Regions from separate parts of the Callithrix jacchus genome. Here region 1 is linked to region 2. The links are chromatin contacts, called in public Hi-C maps. All regions are on one chromosome and are shown on one strand. The core of a region is the stretch at or near the end of the contact, and the rest is flanking DNA. Distances in the headings are between cores, read along the strand shown.

Region 1 (5,996 bases), core at 998-3,497, 160 kb after region 2:
AAGTAGCTGGGATTACAGGTGCCTGCCACCATGCTCAGCTAATTTTTGTATTTTTAGTAGAGACAGGGTGTCACCATATTGGCCAGGCTGATCTTGAACTCCTGGCCTCGTGATCTGCCAGCCTTGGCCTCCCAAAGTGCTGGGATTACAGGCATGAGCCACCACGCCCAGCCTTAACTCTTTTCTTACTAACAAAATGTGTATATTGATGGGGTAGCAATGAGTTCCCTCAATAATACAATATAACTTATAAACCTACATTTCCCAGCGTCCTTTAAAGATATGGCTATGTGGCTAAAGTCTAGGGAAGGACTTCTAGAAAGACTCCTCTTCAAAAAGGGATAGACAATGGTTTGCCAATGTCCTCCACTAGAGGACAGTGGAGCAGAAAGATGGAGGCCTGATGAACTTGAAGTCACCATTTTAGCCCTGGTTACCTATCTCTGAAATTATTTCATCCGACAGAGCAATACACTTGTTTTGTCCCAGCTACAATTGTTTTAGCTATGTCACAGATCTAAAACCCACTTGATTTACTCCTGCTATCAAAATATTATATTGACACAGAAAAGACAACAAATCAGTGGAATAAAACAGAAAATCCAGAAACAAATTCAACTGTTTCTGGGGACCTGAGATATGAAAGATTACGGTTCGAGTCAGTTGGAGAAGAATGTTTTATTTCCTAAATATAACTGCTGACATGCTGGCTGTTTGTCAGGAATAAAACACAGCTAAATCCTTCCTCACATCACAAATAAGGTTAGTTCTAGGTGGATTAGGGATCTAAAGGCAAAATGTCAAGTAATTAAATAAACAAAAATTGGAAGAATATTTGCATTAGCTTATCAAGCAAAGCAAGAAACCTAAAACCCATTAAGAGAAAGAATTGTACAATTTTGTGTGGTAGATAAAAACCATAAAGTTAAAAGAGGCTGGGAAAAACACGTATGTAACACATTTGCTACCCAGCAGTTATTGTCGATGGTGGGAAACTGCAAACATTTTCTGTAAAAAATCAGATAGTAAATATTTGAGGCGTAAGTGTGTGAACCCTGAAAGAGCCAATCTTTCATGATGGATCCTCTGTGCAAATACGAATCCCTTGAGGTGGGTTCCTAAAATTGGTTTTTGTTTTTTGAGACAGGATATTGCTCTGCCGCCCAGGCTGGAGTGCAGAGAGGTGATTTTGACTCACTGAAGCCTCCACCTCCCGAACTCAAGCGATCCTCCTGCCTCAGCCCCGGACTAGCTGGGATCACAGGCACCTGCCACCGCAGCAGGCTAATTTTTTGTAGAGAAGGGTTTTCACCATGTTGCCCAGGCTGATTTTGAACTCCTAGGCTCAAGTGATCCGCCCGCCTCGGCCTCCCAAAGTGCTGAGATTACAGGCGTGAGCCAACGCGCCCGGTCTGGGATGGGTATTTTTAAGGCTCCTGATACATATTGCTAAACTGTTTTCTAGAAACGCTCTACCAGTCTACTACCCCACCAGCAGAGTATGACGCCTACGGTTGAGAGTTTTGGCTCAAAGAATTATGATCTATTTCACCCTCTTCTCATCTTAAACCCTCTTTTAGTGACCTACATTTACTCCCAAGCCCCCCTGGGGAATTCCCAGTCACCCACTGGGAATCTCTACCTGGAAATCCCAGGGGCACTCAAACATAACCTGTCCAAAACTAAATTATTTCTGTCACCTTCCCACCTCATATCCCCCCCGCCAAATGCTCCAGATTCAGAAAAAATACCCAGCACTGTGGCTGGCACCACGGTGATAATCACGATAATAACCATGGCAACCAGATTCCCTACTGAAGCCATTCTTTTCAGTAGGATGAACCACGGGATGACAAGGGGAACGGAGAAGGAGGTACAGTAAGTTTGAGACAGTCGACGGCAGGCGCACTACAGCGCCAGCGCACAACCGAACAAAGAAAAAGAGTGACGAACCTAAGCCACTGAGCTTCACCGAGCAGCCAATGCCCAGAAAACAGGTATCTGCCATTAGCACACAGACTCAATTTCCTTACATGTAACCCCGGGGCTTCGCCGGTCACACCCCTCCTCCTCGCCCAGCGAGAGACAACTGCGCAGCTGCCAGCGGGCTGGCCGCTAGGCGCGTGCGTAGAGTCGTCCACACGCCCGCTAGTGCGCACGCGCCCTGGGTCGCGCGTGCGTGCATGGGGTCCGGGGGATGAGCCCCGGAAAGCAAGGGAAAGGGGTGGGGCTGGAGCAGGGTCTCACGCATGCGTGCGCTCCACGAACCATTTGGCGGGTTTTTCCTGGCCACTCTTGTTCTGTTACCGTCACTGAGAAGCTCGGGGGTAGCTTTTAGGAAGCGGGACGTTCTCCCCAGGAAAGCGTCCTCCTGAGATTTCTACTCCCTCCATTCAGGGCGTTTGGGGGCCACCCCTTCATTATTTAAAAAAAAGTATTTCTCTGCGACTAAAGGCTGGGGCCTTCTGACAGTGTGAGGTCTTGCCTGGGCTAGCTGATCACCTCCTGTCACGGTCCGCGGAGGGTGGAAGGATAAGAAGCCGAGGCGCTCGTCGCTCGCCACGCCCGCGGGTTTCTTGGGCGCAGGTCGGAGCTGGGTGGGCCCTCTTCCCGGCCCCCGGCTTGGGCGACCATGTCCGTGTCGCCCAAGCAGCTGGCGGAGGAGCTGCAGATCTTCGGCCTAGACTGCGAGGAGGCTCTGATTGAGAAATGTGAGTCCCGCACCCCTCCCGCGCCCCAGCGGTGCTCCGCGCTCTCGCCCGAGTTCCTCGGCGCTCAAAACCGAAAGAGTAGCGCTTCCAGTTTCCACCTTCCCTTGAGCCGAGTTCTCGGTGGCTGTGAGATGAAGAATCAAACTGAGTTTTGAGATTTAGGATGTGGGGACTTTGAAATGCCCGCTGGGTACCAACTGAATGCTAAATGAAAAATAAGAATATGCAGCCGGATTTTAAACCAACTCGAAGTTCCCGGAAGGCGGAATTGGGATGTGCTAGATCGAAACGAGGCTCGGGTGGCACCCGAGTTTGGAAATTGTTGACACCCTGGTAAAGAAGCAAGAGGTGTGGGGGTTTTGATATGTAGCTCTTTATTCTTGGCTCCTGCCTTTCCCTACACCGTAAACCTCTGCTGATCCATCAGTTCTCATCACAGCTGTTGGTGGTTCTGTGCAAATATGAATCCCCTGAGGTGGGTTCCTAAAATTGAATTTGAGCTTCGGAAGGAGCTTTAGGGAGCTTGTTGGCTCCCTCTGTTTACATATGGAGAAACAGACAAGGAAAGCGAATTGCCTGAGCTGTCTATGAAGCCAGGTGTCCTGCCGCAGAGTCCAGTGCTCCAGTATAGGAGTCCATCGTGTTGGTCAAGCTGTAGAGCAGTGTAAGGAGTTATTTGAAGCAAAGCTTGGGAGATGTGGAAGTTCTAGAATCGGTATGAATGTGCACCTGCCTTAACCACTCAACACTTTGAACTTCTTATATAGAAAAAGAGAATGCAAACATGTTTATTTATGGTGAGAAATTCCGTTCAGAAACCAGAATACTTCAAGTCTTCAGGCCCAGTGCCTTCTCTTTTTTTTTTGAGACAGAGTCTTGCTTTATCTCCCAGGCTGGAGTGCAGTGGCGCGATCTCAGCTCACTGCAGCCTCCACCTCTGGGGTTCAAGCAACTCTCCTGTCTCAGCCTCCCAAGTAGCCAGGATTACAGGCACCTGACACGAGGCCCGGCTAATATATATGTATATATATTTTGGTAGAGATGGGGTAAGAAGGCTTGGCCAAGGCTGGTCTTGAATTCCTGACCTTAAGTGATCCAATCACTTCAGCCTCCCAAAGTGCTGAGATTACAGGCATGAGCCACTGTGCCCGGCCCTTCACTTTTAGAAAGTAAGCTTAAGTGGAAAAGCTATTATAGTCAGAAATTTACATGGTAAGCATTAAATCAACACAAGAGTAATTAGTTATATGAACCAAATTTGTAAAGGCTTCAGGCCAAGATCACAGTTGCTTCCATCTCTCACGTAGGGCTAAACTGGCGTGGCTTTGGAATTATGGACTTTGGATTATCAGTAGCCTCAATGGCACCTTAATGTTTTCTGACAGTCAACCGTATTTCCCCAGTCTCTTTTTTTTTTTTTTTATTTTTGAGATGGAGTCTCGCTCTGTTGCCAAGCTGGAGTATAGTCAGTGGCATGATCTCAGCTCACTGCAATCTCTGCCTCCTGGGTTTAAGCGATTCCTTTGCCTCAGTCTCCTGGGTAGCTGGGACTACAGGTGTGCACCACCACACCTGGCTAATTTTTTGTATTTTTAGTAGAGACAGGGTTTCACCATGTTGGCCAGGATGATCTTGATCTCTTGACCTCATGATCCTCCCGCCTCAGCCTCCCAAAGTGCTGGGATTATAAGCGTAAGCCACCGAGCCTGGCCGTTTTTTGGTTTTGGTTTTGAGATGCAGTCTCCCTCTGTCACCCAGGCTAGAGTGCAATGGTGTCATCTTGACTCACTACAGCTTCTACCTCCCAGGTTCTAGCAATTCTCCTGCCACAGCCTCCCGGGTAGCTAGGATTATAGGTCCACATCACCACACTCGGCTCCTTTTTGTATTTTTAGTAGAGATGGTGTTTCACCATGTTGGCCAGACTGGTCTTGAACCCCTGACCTCAGGTGATCCATCCACCCTGGCCTACCAAAGTGCTGGGATTACAGGCATGAGTCACCATGCCCAGCACCTCGTCTCTTCACTCTGAGTCTTCCAGATTACTATTTTCCACCTTCTCCTCTTTTAACATCCTTCTGTCCCACCTTCACTCTCAGCTGACAAACTTCTATTTTTTGCTGAAAAAAAAAAAAAATAGAAGCATTAGGCAACTTCTGTCAGCCACTACCATTACATCTCACTGACCCATATCTGTGGCATATACCTAGCCTGTTTTCCTATTGCAACGAATAAACTCTCCATATTCCTAGCAAAATCCAAGCTCTCCACTTGAGTCCTAAACCCCATTCCTTCTTGCCTAATTAAGGACATCACTGGTAATTCTCCTCTCTTACATATTTTCTATTTTTCTCTCCACAACATTTTTTTCCTACTTGCATAGAAATATGCTTCCAATCCTGCCTTTAAAATACTCTGTTGACCCTACTTCCCACTCCAGCTCTCTCCTTCCCAGTTACAGCAGACCTCAAAAGGGTCTTGACATCTTTTTTTTTCACTTTAAGTTCTGGGGTACACGTGCAGAACATGCAGGTTTGTTACGTAGGTATACACGTGCCATGGTGGTTTGCTGCACCTATCAACCTGTCATCTACAGTAGGTATTTCTCCTAATGCTATCCCTCCCTTAGCCCCCAACTCCCTGCCATCCCTCCCCTATCCCCCCACCCCCCTGACAGGCCCAGGTGTGTGATGTTCCCTTCCTTGCGTTCATGTGTTTTCATTGTTCAACACCCACTTATGAGTGAGAACATATGGTGTTTGGTTTTCTGTTCTTTTGTCAGTTTGCTGAGAATGATGGTTTCCAGTTTCATCCATGTCCCTGCAAAGGACATGAACTCATCCTTTTTTATGGCTGCATAGTATTCTATGGTGTATATGTTCCATTTTTTCTTTATCCAGTCTATCATTGATGGGCGTTTGGGTTGGTTCCAAGTCTTTGCTATTGTGAACAGTGCCGCAGTAAACATAGGTGTGTATGTATCTTTTAATAGGATGATTTGTAATCCTTTGAGTATATACCCAGTAATGGGATTGCTGGGTCAAATGGAATTTCTATTTCTAGATCCTTGAGGAATGGCTACACTGTCTTCCACAATGGTTGAAATAGTTTACACTCCCACCAACTGTGTAAAAGTGTTCCTATTTCTCTATATCCTCTTCAGCATATGTTGTCTCCAGATTTTTTAATGATTGCCATTCTAACTGGCATGAGATGGTATTTCAATGTGGTTTTGATTTGCATCTCTCTAATGACCAGTGATGAGGAGCTTCTGTTCATATGTTT
Region 2 (5,987 bases), core at 2,429-4,928:
AGGAGCTGAGAAGCCTGGAAGCCGAGCTGGGGCCCTCCCCTCCGGCTCCCGATGTGTTAGAGTTCACCGATCACGGAGGCAGTGGCTTCGTGGGTGGCCTCTGCCAGGTGGCAGCGGCCTACCAGGAGCTGTTTGCGGCCCAGGGCCCAGCAGGAGCCGAGAAGCTGGCAGCCTTCACCCGGGAGCTAGGCAGCCGCTATTTTGCGCTGGTGGAGCGGCGGCTGGCGCAGGAGCAGGGTGGTGGTGACAACTCACTGCTGGTGCGAGCGCTGGATCGCTTTCACCGGCGCCTGCGGGCTCCTGGGGCCCTGCTGGCCGCTGCCGGGCTCACAGACGCTGCCACAGAGATCGTGGAAAGAGTGGCCCGCGAGCGCCTGGGTCACCACCTGCAGGGTCTCCGGGCGGCCTTCCTGGGCTGCCTGACTGACGTCCGCCAGGCACTGGCAGCACCTCGCGTGGCTGGGAAGGAGGGCCCTGGCCTGGCTGAGCTGCTGGCCAATGTGGCCAGCTCCATCCTGAGCCACATTAAGGCCTCTCTGGCAGCAGTGCACCTTTTCACCGCCAAAGAGGTGTCCTTCTCCAACAAGCCCTACTTCCGGGTATGGCCTCCTCTCGGGTGTTGCTTGTTCGATCTGCTGGTTGACCCTTCAATACCCTTTATAACCGTGCTTGGGGAACTGGGGACAAGTTACCAGGGTAGATGCAGTCCCTGTCCCAGGCACTCTGGGTTTGGTTTCAGGTTCTTGTGCACAGTCTGGGGGGTAGGGAAGGCATGGGCAGTGTGCAGCTGGGCTAAGAATAGGGGTGCAGTGGGGTACCTAGTGTTGGCTCTCCCTGCCCCCACTCAGGGAAGCTGCTCCAGGGCACTTAGAATGCAGGATGATGTTGTCCCTTGCAGATGGGGCTGGAGCACTTAGAGCCCCAGCAGAGGGTCATTAACAGCCCTACCTGGAAGAGGGGACCTGCGTGGATCTGGGCACCTTCTCCTTGCAGGGTGAGTTCTGCAGTCAGGGTGTCCGTGAGGGCCTCATCGTGGGCTTCATCCGCTCTATGTGTCAGACGGCTCAGAGCTTCTGTGACAGCCCTGGGGAGAAGGGGGGTGCCACACCACCTGCCCTGCTCCTGCTGCTCTCCCGCCTCTGCCTGGACTATGAGACAGCCACCATCTCCTACATCCTCACTCTCACTGATGAACAGTTTCTGGTGCAGGTGAAGCACTAGCTCCTCCTACAGGGATGGTGGTTCTGGGAATGCAAGTGGCTAGACAATGCCCTCATGGCCAGACCCCAGACCAACTGCTGTGTGCACCCCAGCCTCCATGTTGCCTAGTCTGCCTAGCTCCTGGTTGGCAGTGGCCCCTGAAATGTCCCCCTTACCCACTCCCTCTGTCCTCTGCCTCCTTGGCTCAGGATCAGTCCCCGGTGACGCCCGTGAGCACACTGTGTGCAGAGGCCAGGGAGACCGCACGGCGGCTGCTGACCCACTACGTGAAGGTGCAGGGCCTGGTCATATCGCAGATGCTGCGCAAGAGCGTGGAGACGCGGGACTGGCTCAGCACCCTGGAGCCCCGGAACGTGCGTGCCGTCATGAAGCGGGTAGTGGAGGATACCACCGCCATCGACGTGCAGGTGCTGCCCAAGCTGGCCCAGGGAGCCCTGATGCAGGCTGGGGGTGCTGTCCCTTCATGGGGGGCTGGGGCAGCAGAGGATCACTAGTGGCCCCTGCCTGGAGGAGAGGACCTGTTGTGTATCTGGGCCTCTCCTCATGGGGTGAGTTCTGTAGCCAAGGCATCTGTGAGGGAACCCCGGGGAAACAAATCTCCAAGATGAAGACGAAAGGGGCTGGGCAGTGCCTGTGTCCACTGTCATGTTCCTTCTCAGCACTGGGTGATGGCATCTTCACCCCCGTTTTGCCTGTGGGTAAGCAGAGGCTCAGGATTACCCAGGAAGTCAGGGCAGGGTTGGTGCTGAAGATTAGGTATCAGACCAACTCTTCTGTCCTGCCTTTGCCCCACTCCACTGGTTCTATAAATAGCGACCATGTGCTCGGATCTCCATGCAGTACCTTTTTTTTTTTTTAAATCATGTAGTCCTCAACAACAGGTGTTGCAGTACCTCTTTTTACCACCAGGTGGGTCTCCTGTACGAAGAGGGTGTTCGAAAGGCCCAGAGCAGCGACTCCAGCAAGAGGACCTTCTCCGTGTACAGCAGCTCTCGGCAGCAGGGCCGCTACGCCCCCAGCTATACCCCCAGGTCTGGCTGGTCAGGGGAGCCCCAGGGGAAATGGGCAAAAGCGGCTGAAGGTGCAGGGCAGGCCCTGATTCGTTGTCTCCCCCAATCCAGTGCCCCGATGGACACCAACCTCTTGAGCAATATCCAGAAGCTATTCTCTGAACGTATTGATGTGTTCAGCCCTGTGGAGTTCAACAAGGTCCGTGACTCAGACTTCCAGGGAGCCCAGGGAGGGTTGGCTGGAGCAGCCCCACACCTGCCCAAGGAGCCCCAGGACTCTGACCAACTGGGGGTGACCTTGACCCTCCAGTTTGTCTCTAGGACTGTTTTTAGGCAGTCCAGAGTACCCTGTCCCCAAATTCCATGGCCCCTGCCCCAAACTTGGTGTATGCCCAGCCTGAGTCTCGGTACCGACCTGGGATGACTCTCTGCCCTTGTCCTTGTCCCACAGTAGTCCTGGGTCCTCCCCAGGATTTCCTATTCACCCATGGTCCCTGGACCCCACTCTCCAAGCTCAGGGATGCCTCTGATTGCTGGGCCCTACACCCATGGTCCTGGCCCCCCACTCTCCAAGCTCAGGGATGCCTCTGATTGCTGGGCCCTACACCCATGGTCCCTGCACCCCACTCTCCAAGCTCAGGGATGCCTCTGATTGCTGGGCCCTACACCCATGGTCCCTGGCCCCCCACTCTCCAAGCTCAGGGATGCCTCTGATTGCTGGGCCCTACCTGTCCCCTGCCCTCCAGATGACAGCACTAACATTGTATCCCTCCCCTCTTATCTGGCCCTGGGGACTTTCTGCCTCATCCCAGCTACTGGCACCGTATGTCTCCATGGCCCCTGCTCAGAACTTGGGTGCCCCTCGCCAACACCTGCTGTCCCCAAGCTTCATCCCTGTGTCCCTGCCTGCAGGTGTCAGTGCTGACGGGCATCATCAAGATCAGCCTGAAGACCCTGTTGGAGTGTGTGCGGCTGCGCACCTTTGGGCGCTTCGGGCTGCAGCAGGTGCAAGTGGACTGCCACTTTCTGCAGCTCTACCTGTGGCGTTTTGTGGCTGATGAAGAACTCGTGCACCTGCTCCTAGACGAAGTGGTGGCCTCGGCTGCCCTGCGCTGCCCAGATCCTGTGCCCATGGAACCCAGTGTGGTCGAGGTCATCTGCGAGCGCGGCTAGGAACAGCCGCTGCCATGCACGGGCCTGCCCCGGCGCCCCATGGCCCGGGTGGTCTTTCACCGCTGGCAGGTGTCAGGCCCCGCCTAATAAACCTGTGTGATTGTCTCCTCTCGTTTGCTGGGCGGACCTTTCCGGGGGCGGGGTTTTGGAGCTGAGGCTTCTGAGGCGCCCGCGTCGGTTCCGCCCCCGAGTGCCGATTGGCTGGTGTTCTGGGCCCAGGATGGGCAGGGGGCGGGTCCACCTAAATACTCGGACAGGCGTGGTCCCTGTCTGCACTCAGTGTTCTGGCAGGTGCAGCCGCCGCGGGGCCGGATCCTCGGCGCTGCAGAGCCCGTCTCCTGGGAAATGGGGCGGGCTGTGTTTCCTTGACCGACTATTGTGAGCGCCCCCTCTCCAGCAGAGCGGAGACCATGGACCCCCCTCAGGGCCCCCGGGCTCCACTGGAATTCGGTGGCCCCATGGGTAATGGGGCAGAGAGAGGGAACCTGGGGCAAAGGCTGAACGAAGGAGAGCTGGAGGGGGTGAACTAAGAGCGGGGGTGGGATCTGAGGATGGAAGGCCTGTGAGTGTCGTGGGCAGAGGGAGCCGGGGGCAGAGGGAGCAGAAGTGTCTGGAGAGCGAGAGCTGAGGAGGGGCCGGTTCTGGGGGCTGCAGAGCACGGATTTATGGGGTCTACTGGGAGCAGAAGGAGGATCTTCGAGGGGGGCAGGGGACCGGGAGGCAGCGGGGAGCCTGGGGGTTGAGGGCTGAGAACGGGATGCGGAGGCGGGCGCTGGGCATGCCTGGGAGACCCCGCAGAGACGTTAGGGCGCCTGGGGGAGCCAGCCGGGGGCTGGGGGCGGACGCTAGACGCGATGGCCCTTCCCGCAGGCGCCGCGGCTCTGATGCTGCTGCTGCCTGCCACTGTGTTCCATCTGCTCCTGGCGGCCCGCTCGGGCCCCGCGCGCCTCCTGGGCCCACCAGCGTCACTGCCAGGGCTGGAGGCGCTGTGGAGCCCACGGGCGCTGCTGCTATGGCTCGCCTGGCTCGGCCTGCAGGCGGCGCTCTATCTACTGCCGGCGCGCAAGGTGCGGGCCCCGCTCGCGGACGCGCGGGGGAGGGAAGCGGAGGGGCTGGGCGAGGGAGAAGACGCCCCGGGCCTTATCAGAGTTCCCTTGGACCCGCAGGTGGCTAAGGGGCTGGAACTGAAGGACAAGAGTCGCCTGCGCTATCCCATTAACGGTGCCTGGGGAACGGGCCCTCGCGCTGGAATTGTGCGGCCGGGGGTGGAGCTCCAGGCCTGGCGGGGAGGTCCACGGAGATTGGCCCCCACCCCAGGCCCGTTTGTGTGCCTCTGTTACCGCCAGGACAGACCCGGGGGCTCTCCCTAATCCCCTCGTCCCCATACCCCACCCCATTTACAGCTACTCTGCACTCAGCAATGGCTGGGGTGATCCTCTTAAGGCCAGGGTGGCAGCCTGATGCTTGGGGCAGGGTCTGTGGCCCCCCTGAGTTTTGGGCTCTGTGTGTGTTTGCGGGGTGGGAATGTGGAGGTGCGCAGCCCCCGGGCTCACTGTGCGCTGTGGTTCAGGCTTCCAGGCCCTGGTGCTGACCGCTCTGTTGGTGGGGCTGGGGATGTCGGCGGGGCTGCCTCTGGGGGCGCTCCCGGAAATGCTCCTGCCCTTGGCGTTTGTCGCCACCCTCACCGCTTTCATCTTCAGCCTCTTTCTCTACCTGAAGGCGCAGGTAGCCCCAGTCTCGGCCCTGGCACCTGGGGGTAACTCAGGTGAGAGGGGTGCTAGGGGGTGGAGATGGAGGCAGATGGGGCGTCTGCCTGTACCTGCACTCTCCAATATTCTCTAGGCAATCCGATTTACGACTTTTTTCTGGGACGGGAGCTCAACCCTCGTATCTGTTCCTTCGACTTCAAATATTTCTGTGAACTGCGGCCTGGCCTCATCGGCTGGGTATGCTGGACTTGACTGAGCTGGCCTCAGGCCGGGGGAGGGTTAGGGTGGGTGAGCAGTGCTTGGGCAAGGCAGGGCCAAAACTGTGCAGATAAGAATCATTAATCATACATAGGTCACAAACATTTGTTAAATCCACCTGTGCCCTAGGCCCTGCTCTAGGTACTGGGAGACAAAAATAGAGGCAAGAAAAACATCTTTGTCAAAGAGAGCCTACATTTTAGTGGAAAGACAGACAAAAAATAAGTAAAATATATATAGCATGTGACGGATGACATTATGAGAGCATGCGCAATTCTCAGCAGCAGTCAAGCACAGAATCTACTTCTGGGGAGTGATGGCGTGCTGCTTGATGGTCAAGGCAGTGCAGAACCTGAAATTGATCACTGGGTTTAGCAACCTGCCTGTCACTGGTGGCCTTGATAACATTCCAACTGTGTTCTCTGGTTATAATCACCCATGCCGGACTGTGGCCAAGATTACCCAAAGGGACTCTTGGGCAAGGCCTCTCCTGTCACCCTGGAAATTCTCTTACCTGAAACAAGAGTGCCAAGTGCCCACCTTGGATCTGGGCCCTGGCCTGACCACAGGCACATCTGAGGCCCTTTCTTCATCTCTGAAATGGGATAAAATTAAA

Evidence for each region. Hi-C and Micro-C count contacts between places; a contact is called where the count stands out from the background.
Region 1: a contact with region 2 is called in a Hi-C map of skeletal muscle, with 3 times the contacts expected there. The contact joins the promoter of POLA2 here to the promoter of TM7SF2 in region 2. A contact is called at or near these places in 3 of 3 Hi-C or Micro-C datasets (induced pluripotent stem cells and skeletal muscle).

What each region holds. Positions count from the first base shown.
Region 1 is chr10:122,349,202-122,355,197 of calJac240_pri, forward strand. POLA2 (DNA polymerase alpha 2, accessory subunit) reads left to right here and starts at 2,248. Exons shown (of 18, transcript XM_002755525.5): 1 at 2,248-2,711. The coding sequence starts at 2,633. LOC108593878 (a long non-coding RNA gene) reads right to left here. Exons shown (of 2, transcript XR_013523479.1): 2 at 3,069-4,831. It also overlaps the pseudogene LOC100412637.
Region 2 is chr10:122,189,341-122,195,327 of calJac240_pri, forward strand. TM7SF2 (transmembrane 7 superfamily member 2) reads left to right here and starts at 3,679. Exons shown (of 10, transcript XM_002807364.7): 1 at 3,679-3,866; 2 at 4,275-4,471; 3 at 4,571-4,625; 4 at 4,975-5,169; 5 at 5,247-5,350. The coding sequence starts at 3,815. It overlaps VPS51 (VPS51 subunit of GARP complex), which reads left to right. Exons shown (of 11, transcript XM_078341397.1): 6 at 1-599; 7 at 994-1,209; 8 at 1,410-1,628; 9 at 2,131-2,252; 10 at 2,343-2,430; 11 at 3,144-3,509. The coding sequence ends at 3,404.